Linked DNA regions of Sus scrofa: regions 1 and 3 are each linked to region 2. A link is a contact called in public HiChIP or PLAC-seq data. All regions are on one chromosome and are shown on one strand. Each heading gives the region's core, a stretch centred on a gene start, on an enhancer-like site or on the middle of the called end of the contact. The rest is flanking DNA. Distances are from core to core; before and after follow the strand shown.

What was found. HiChIP or PLAC-seq counts read pairs in DNA pulled down with a chosen protein or histone mark.
Region 1: a contact with region 2 is called in an H3K27ac HiChIP or PLAC-seq map of skeletal muscle, with 5 times the contacts expected there. The contact joins two enhancer-like sites. A contact is called at or near these places in 5 of 47 Hi-C or Micro-C datasets (embryonic fibroblasts, fetal skeletal muscle, psoas muscle and 1 more) and 1 of 2 datasets of contacts at active chromatin or transcription factors (skeletal muscle).
Region 3: an H3K27ac HiChIP or PLAC-seq map of skeletal muscle shows a contact between it and region 2. The contact joins two enhancer-like sites. A contact is called at or near these places in 9 of 47 Hi-C or Micro-C datasets (embryonic fibroblasts, fetal heart ventricle, fetal liver and 4 more) and 1 of 2 datasets of contacts at active chromatin or transcription factors (skeletal muscle).

What each region holds. Positions count from the first base shown.
Region 1 is chr2:96,785,876-96,788,575 of Sscrofa11.1, forward strand. No RefSeq gene overlaps it. Among named protein-coding and RNA genes, the nearest start is that of MEF2C, 570 kb to the left of the region's middle. Within about 2 kb of position 1,301, at least 10 of the 83 cell types and tissues checked have an H3K27ac peak or open chromatin away from gene starts, as enhancers often do. A contact at or near this core is called in fetal skeletal muscle and skeletal muscle, where this site is marked.
Region 2 is chr2:96,148,443-96,151,142 of Sscrofa11.1, forward strand. All of the region lies in intron 5 of MEF2C (myocyte enhancer factor 2C), which reads right to left. Among named protein-coding and RNA genes, the nearest start is that of MEF2C, 67 kb to the right of the region's middle. Within about 2 kb of position 1,374, at least 2 of the 83 cell types and tissues checked have an H3K27ac peak or open chromatin away from gene starts, as enhancers often do. A contact at or near this core is called in fetal skeletal muscle and skeletal muscle, where this site is marked.
Region 3 is chr2:97,009,152-97,011,851 of Sscrofa11.1, forward strand. The region is part of intron 4 of LOC110259422 (a long non-coding RNA gene); the gene reads right to left. Among named protein-coding and RNA genes, the nearest start is that of CETN3, 580 kb to the right of the region's middle. Within about 2 kb of position 1,375, at least 2 of the 83 cell types and tissues checked have an H3K27ac peak or open chromatin away from gene starts, as enhancers often do. A contact at or near this core is called in fetal skeletal muscle and skeletal muscle, where this site is marked.

The DNA.
Region 1 (2,700 bases), core at 51-2,550, 640 kb after region 2:
CATGTTACATAGGATGAGTAATATACTGATATCCACATGACATTATATAGTCCAAAGCACTTTAGGACTCCAGTCTAGAAAAGTTGTAACAACAGATAAAAAGTAAAATCTATGGAATGGCACTTTATAAAATCCCTACGTTCTCAGAGGCACTAAACTTATGCTCCTAGGAACTTTGGAGCAGGATTAAAATCTAGAAAGACAGACTAGAATAATACAAAGAGATGCAGAGGGCAATAGAAAGAAATAGACTCTTACCTGACAAACAGCATCACCATATAAAAACGGCAGAATACAACCTTGCCAGTTTCAGTTTGAGATTCTCCTTGTGTGTGTGTGTGTGTTTAGAACATACTTCAGTTTGTCCAAACATCACATGAAAAAACATTAAAAGGATTCCCCTGCACCTTTAAAATGAAATCATATGTCCCACATTCAGTCAGTTCTCTATTAACCAAAGTGAACTTAAATCTTAGCCTGACTTGTCTGGTTATCCAGCACGTACCTAAATTACCTTACCCTGGTGGTTATGTACTTAATCCTAACTTTAATTATGTGCTAAATATGTTTTTTAAGTAAGAAGAGATTAATTTTCTTTAAGAAAATTCTTATTTTAGAAACAAATATATTGAAGGCAGCTATGCTCACCACCATACCACCAATGCTACTGACTAGAAACAAATATATGAAATATCTCTATTGTTATAGCCCTTTGTATGTATAAATACAAGCAAATATGTAGTATAAGTATATATACAGAGATATTTTACTGTATTTAAGCAAGCTTGGTAGAAAACTTCTTTAACTCTTGTAGGTCATAGCTATAATATATCTAATTATTCTGTGAAGAGTAAACAAAAGGATGCCTATTATGTAAGAATTTTTTTTAATCCTAAGTAAAATTTCCACTATATATAGCAGTTGGATACTTCCACTGGTGGCTGTCTGATACAATTTGTTGGCAGATATGTGGCATCTTCAAAATCTAGAAATCCCGAGGTCAAGATTTCCTATAATCAATGTGCTGTAAGTGCATTTCTGTCTGGGAATTTTTCTTTGCTTCTTAACTGCTTAGGTTGAGAGCCAGGGTGTCCAAAATTACAATTGATACTAGAAACACAATGTCAGAGATGATTTCTCCATTCTGCCTTACTGCTCCATTTAAAATTGTGTTACATTTCTGCTAATAAAAGCCTTTCTAAGGATTCTGTATCACTCTTTTGCAAGGCACATTCACATCCTTCAATGAAAGTTGCTATTATCAGAGCAGTGTGCTCTTACTATTTATTTATTACAACAGCCCTCATGACTGCTTACCCAGGCGAGCACTAGAAATATCTAACTCATTACCACTACATAAAATAGCATGGGGTATTTTCAGAATGAAAGAGATCAGAGCATGACAAATTCTAAAGCTGCCCGTGTCCCTGTTTCTAAAGAAAAAGATTGCTGTTCAACAAGCACTAGTAACTTTAACTATCGAAGTGGATATATTAGACTCTTAGAGAAAACACTGCCCAGACAAAATCTTATTGGTAATACCTATTTGCTACTCTTTTTTTCATTTAAAGTCTGAACACCCTTGGATTTTCCCAGACCAGCCAGTGAAAGAAAACTGACCCAGATGGAGTCAGAAACTGAAAATGCCTATTGACTTATTCAGCTGGAAGTTGATCCTGGTTGCTATTTAAATCTACTGCTTTAAGTGTCAGCAGACATGCTGCATTCCTTATAATGGTTCAGAGGGCAGACATTTGGGTCAAAATATTCTTACCCATTCTGTATCTATTGTGAGCTTTACAATGTTTACAAACAGCTGTTACAATAACCCAAAGATCCAAAGAAAAATGTGACACATCCAAGAATCTGACAGTTAAAACCAAGCATTTGTTCAGATAGCACCTTGTGGTTTGAGGTAACAAGACCCATGATGATAATGGTATTTGTCACATTCAGAGCAGCTGTATTCATGAGCGAGTGGAAGTGACTACCATCTTACACACCCAGTTACTACTTTGAACCCAGCTCTATATTTTGGCTGCCTTGGCAACAGCACAGCAATAACAACTGGAGCCATAATGGCGATGTCAATCCAAGGACATTTTGGGATATAAAGCAAAGAGCCCTGACTTTCAACAGAGAAAGAAAGAACATACAAAATAAATGGAAAAAAAAACAAAAAACAAAACAAAAACCAAAAACCCATAGCTCTGCTATACTGTGTACAATGAGACTTAGGGACTAGACTCCATGTTATTTATTGTAAAGTTAAGTTTTTACAAGTCCAATAATTTTCCAGTGGCTTGTCTTTTATGGAAAAAAGGAAAGGGAAATGGATCTCAATAAGTAGGGAGCTATTTTTGTTTTCTACAACAAGACTATAAAGGATAAATTACACCTTAATTGTGACCACATTCATCAATATAGGTTCCACAGAACTATAAACAACAATAGAAATGGACAAAATCGTTCAGCCTTCTCACTGGTTGGTTTGTTTCATGTGATTGGTCACTAGTATCTCTTCTTTTGGTCACATGGTAAAATTGCATTTCCCTGTCCTCATGACATGAAAAACATTTATGTTCTTATGACTTGCTTTGGTTAATGAAATGTGAGGATAAGTAACAGGTGTCATTTCAAGATGGAATCTTTACAAGTTCAGTTTGCTGTTGTTCCCTACTTGTGCCAGGGAAACTAGCA
Region 2 (2,700 bases), core at 124-2,623:
AGCCTGTTAAAAGCTTTAATGTACGGAGATATGACAAAATGTAATTTTAAACGCAGTGACTTTTCATTTTGGCTGTTGAAAGGAAAGGATTAAATAGTGGATGAATGACTGTCAACTGAAATCTACAAATGTCACTATTACTAATGTATTATAATGACTTGCTGTATTTCCCTATACCAAGAGTACAACCCCATCCTGTTTTCTTCTTTACTACCACTTGCTTTCATCTTTGAAATTACTTCAACTTAAGTGATAAGAGGTCCATTATTTTAAGGAATTTGTGATGGTCTGAGGTACCAACCTGCAATTCATTTACTGCTATATATCAGTTCTTCAGGTTTTCCATTAAATATGTTAGAGAAGTTAATAAGACTTTATTGGTCAATAGTGCTCGGCCATTTAATCAAATAATTAATTAGCAGTTCTTTGTACACAGCATCAGAATACATTTTTTTTAATGAATTACAGGTCAAGGGTATATCTTTTTCAATTTAAAATTACATTATTTCTTTGCAGTATTCTTTTTTTACATCAACAGTATTAAAAGTTGATGTGTAGAAGATCGATTTTTCCTTAACTCAGTTAACCAAAATTTACTGAATATCTACTGCATTCTCTCTCTTATATTTTGAGCTGGGAATACAAACTGAATAAGACTAAGTTTGCCCACCGAAGGATGAGTGTACAGGAGAGAGACGTGTGCCTAGATAGTCCACTTAAAATGAAATGAGATAAATAATGTGGGGACAGGCTGCATGAGAGAATCAAGGAGAGGTGCATAGTTCCTTCTAAAAGAGTCAGGAAATTCTGAATCGTTGAACAAATTCTGAGTGATGACAAGGGAGAGCTCAATAACATGAAGCAGGAGAGTGCCAGGAATGCATACACAAAGGCAAGCAGCCTTGACACCGTTTGGAAAGTGGCAGCATCCACTCTGGAGGCAGACAGCCTGGGTTCGACTTTGGGCCATTACTTAAACTCTCTGTGCCTCAGTTCCCTCAAGTATGGAAAGGGCATAATATGAACATCTACTTTTAAGAGCTGTTACGCAAATGAATGAGTTATTTTTTTGTAAATTTCATTGTAAGAGCAATTTAAATATTTGCTATTATTAGACTTGGAGTGCAAGGGTTCTTGATGGCAGTGGCAGAAGGTAAGAAGGAGTTTAAGAGAGCAGGGATGGCCAGAGATAAGAGGCTCATGGTTAATACCGAAAGAGCTGGGAAACCGTTGCTGGATGTTATGCATCTGAATGATGACCTACAACTGGTTTGAGGTTTTGAGAAAGACTAAGGAGTCATAGGAAGGCTGCAGTGGGATGCAGTGTCAAGCTGGGAGATGAATTAGGGATCTCTGGAAATAGTTCTGGAGTGTTGCCATGAGCCTGAGCCAGGACAGTAGGATAAGAACGGGAAGAAGGGGGTAGGGTTAAGAAGCACCTTGGAGGCAAAGACTTGGTGACTTACTGGATGATGGAAAGACTGGATGGAAAAGTTTCTATACTTTATGTTCAGATGGTCTCTTGGTAGTTATAAGAACATAATACATTTCAAATGTACTTCCTTTCCTCATGAGACTATACTGTTTTTACAAGATGACTAGATTTTGAAAAAAATTATAGACTGAAAAGTATGGAACTTAAACGCAGAGTCTTGCCACCTGACCTCAGAGTTTCTATCTGAGACCTTGAATTTCAATGACAATATTCAAAATTTTGAGGGTATCTTTTGGCCATTTTGCTTTAGTTTTATTTTTTGAAAGTGTAGAGACACTCTGACTGGCCTTGTTTCCCCTGGTGTTATGTGATTCTCTGACTTCAGCACTGATGCATTCGTCTTTGACATATGATACTGGCTGGCATGAGAAAGAAGGGGAAGACGGCCGAGCCTGTGAGCAGGACGAGACAGCTAAGCTCAAGACTCAGTGGCATCTGCAACAGGTGTTCTGTGGGACCAGAGTTAGAAAGGGCTTCTTCCTCTATTTTTAAAAAGTGGAGAAGTAACTCTTTCATAACTATATGGAAAACTGTGAAAATTACATGTGGATGGCTATAGGATACAATCATCAAGATATAATGTTTATCATCACCTGAGTGGAGCCCTTGAGTGTCTTTGTTTTGATTTATTTCTATTTTTGAAGCAGAAGATTTCTCGTGCCTATGGCAAAGGTCCTGAAGGAGCTTATAAGATATTTTTTTAGTTCAATGACGCTATTGCCTACGTATGGCTAACTTTTATGCTTAGAAGATTGTGTGTCTTCTCTGTCCCCAGAGGGCCATTTAACTTAGCAGACTGTCAGGGAATTGAAAATGACAGCATAATTGAACAACAACACTTATTTTCAATACAGAATTCTAAAGTGTTCTAGCTATTAAGCAGGCCACTTTTATCAAATATGAGTAACCCATTTCCCCCAGCCCCTATTTTTTTAAGTACTTTTAATACTTTCATCAGCACTACTGGTTGTTCTCATATGAGCAGGTAAATGGATGCACTGAGATAGTGGAAAAATATCATAACATCTAAATTATTTTTCTCATCTACATTGTTTCGGTCTTTGTGACCCAATTATCAGCCCCCCATCCTTTCTAGCTGTAGTGTTTGGCAAAAACTTGAATCCAAGATACAATGGTCTAGCTTTGATCTGGTTCTGTAATTTTCAGGCTACAAACCATGGAGTATTTTGTTTTGTTTTGTTTTG
Region 3 (2,700 bases), core at 125-2,624, 860 kb after region 2:
CTGGTTTTTCCTGTATTTAAAAAAAAAAAATCAATATACCAACTTGTTTATTTTTTCATTTACCTGCCACATTTTTCTGCTTGAGGGAAAACCATGCACATTTCATAGAAATATAATTCTTTAAGAATATCTCCTTTCCTAACAAGGGGGATTTAGGTCTGAGAGTTTCAAGAAAACCAGAGCTCATGACAATTATATGAAGGCCATGGTCAATCTAATTCACTATCACTCACACTAGCTACCTTTGTGTATATAATATCCATGTTTGCTGGACGTTAAAAATGTAAATCACTGCAAACCCATAGATTGTGTCCAATAAGATAATAATTGTGAAGTTAAATGCTCAGATATATGTGTGTGTGTATATACATGTTTATATATAATATGCATATATATAGAGAGAGAGGGAGAAAGGGAGAGAGAGAGAGAAAGGGAGAGAAAGCACGCACATGCTAGAGAAGGGTGGTGGAAGACAAGTTAAAATAATATTTTTATTCCTTTTTTTCTGGCTGTACCCATGGCACAGAGAAGCTCCAGGGCCAGGGATTGAACAGTGCTACAACAGCAACCCAAGCCATAGCAGTGACAATGCCAAATTCCAACCCATCGAGCAACCAGGGAACTCCAACAAGAATATTTTACTTATCAGCCATAAAATATATGTATAAACATTCAGTTGCTATTCTGACAGTGATAAAAGGAAGACTGGAGAACTAAAAATGATGATGCAACTAAAGGAGCAGATTTGGTTTTTCCTCCTTTTAGTAAATATCCCTCATTCATTTTACCCATCAGTTCTAGGAAAACTTTCTTCTCAGAGCATTTGTTCTCGGCTTGGCGAAGCTATACAGGTGGTGCTGCCTCAGCAGGAAACTGTCTTCTTGCTGAGGGACCGCCAATTATTTGTAGTGAAACTAAAACAGAAGAATAAATATTACATGTTGATGGATACTTGTCAGGAAAGGGAATGAGGTGCTTTCAGTGGGGCTTGTCAGACACAAAAACCTTCAGCAAATCTGCATTTTCAATGGCAAGGTGGCTAGAATTCTCCAGCTGCTCCAACTGGTGAACCTCAAGATTTATCTCATAAATTTAAATTATAGATGACATAGCACTGGAATGGAAATAGATGACACCTTTAAAAATAAATCTAGTGCAACATTTGGGAAAAGGAATCACACATTTCAAAGGGGAAAAAAGAAAGTTCCAATGTGCCAAAACAGAGCTTTTATTTATTGTCCTATTTACTATTCTCTGTCTAAAATTAGCATCTCTCTTACTTTTCCTTTTAGTCTTCTTTATAAGACATGCTGTAGAGGAGCTCTGAAAGTTTTGTACAACTCAAGGAGTAAGCCGGTTGCAACTATAACAAAAAGCTTGCCAAGGTTGAGAGCCAAACTGGCAAGGGTTTCTGTTGTGTCAGCGTTTAAGTATTATTGCAATGTTATCGTATCACTGAAAAAAGGGGAGCATGGGAACAGCAGAGCCAAATGTTAAGGAACATTAGAAGGAAAGTGTGTACCTAGACTTCAATAGAGAGTTTGGCAGTAGTGGACAGGGTTTAACTTTAATAGGAACTGGTCAATTCAATTTTAATTCGGTCATATGAAATTACCCTTTTAAAATTTATTTTAGGAGATCTTGATTCCAGCAGTCTTTCTGAATCAGATAGTGGTAAAGAATAATAAAGAATATAAGTCAGATGAAGACTTCCTTGTGTTAAAAGGAAATTTCCCCTGGTCAGAGCAGGAAGAATACATTTCTCTTGAAGGGAAATTTCAGAGAAACACATTTGAGATTTTTTTCCCTGCTTTGAGGTATTTTTTCACAAGTAAAAGTCAGTGAAAATTTAGACTTTTGTCCTGAGAAACTACAACAGAGTTCATAATTTGAGCACAGATTTTACCAATATTAGAAGAATCAATTGAGAAAAACACAAAGATAAAAGCCTAGAAGCAAAAAAAAAAAAAAAAAATTAACCTATCATTGACATGAATATTTTTATGGGGAGGGGTACCTTTAGAAACATTTTGATCATTTCATGCAAAACATTATGAAAGAGGGGCTGCACTAAATTGGAAACTTTTTTTTTTTAAACTACATGTAAACCAGAGGGGGCTAAGCACAGAAACAGGAGCTGCCAGAAAAGAACTTTTCCCTCCAGTACTGATGGTTTCTGTTCTTCTCGGGTCAGCCATAGAAATATATGTAAACAATGCAGGGGATTTAAAAATCGAAGCGGTGAGTTTAATAGCTCTACTCACATTCACTAGTTGCCTCACTTGCTTTCCAATTCCCTGTAGTTGGAGTCAAATATATTCTCACCCAGTGATCAGTGTTGGTTTTCAAGTGACACTCTGCATGTGGAGCTCAGGAAAACCAAACACCTACAGGAACGTGTTGAAGAAATGGGATAGCAAGGCCGCCAAGTGACTCAGTCTCCGCTTCCATCCCCTGGGGTTTATCAACTTTGTTAATGGGGCATATGTGCTGAGAATTATGTAACATTAAACATGGGGAACATTTCCTGGAGACATTTTTTCATTCTTCCTCAAAGCCAATGCATTGATAAGTCTAGTGTCCAGGTAAAACACCACCCTCTAGTGTACATCTCTAAATAATGCTGCTGGGACTCCTCGGATGATAATGATTGTGATAGTCAAAAACATTAAAGCAAGGACTACGATGAAGATCATTTTA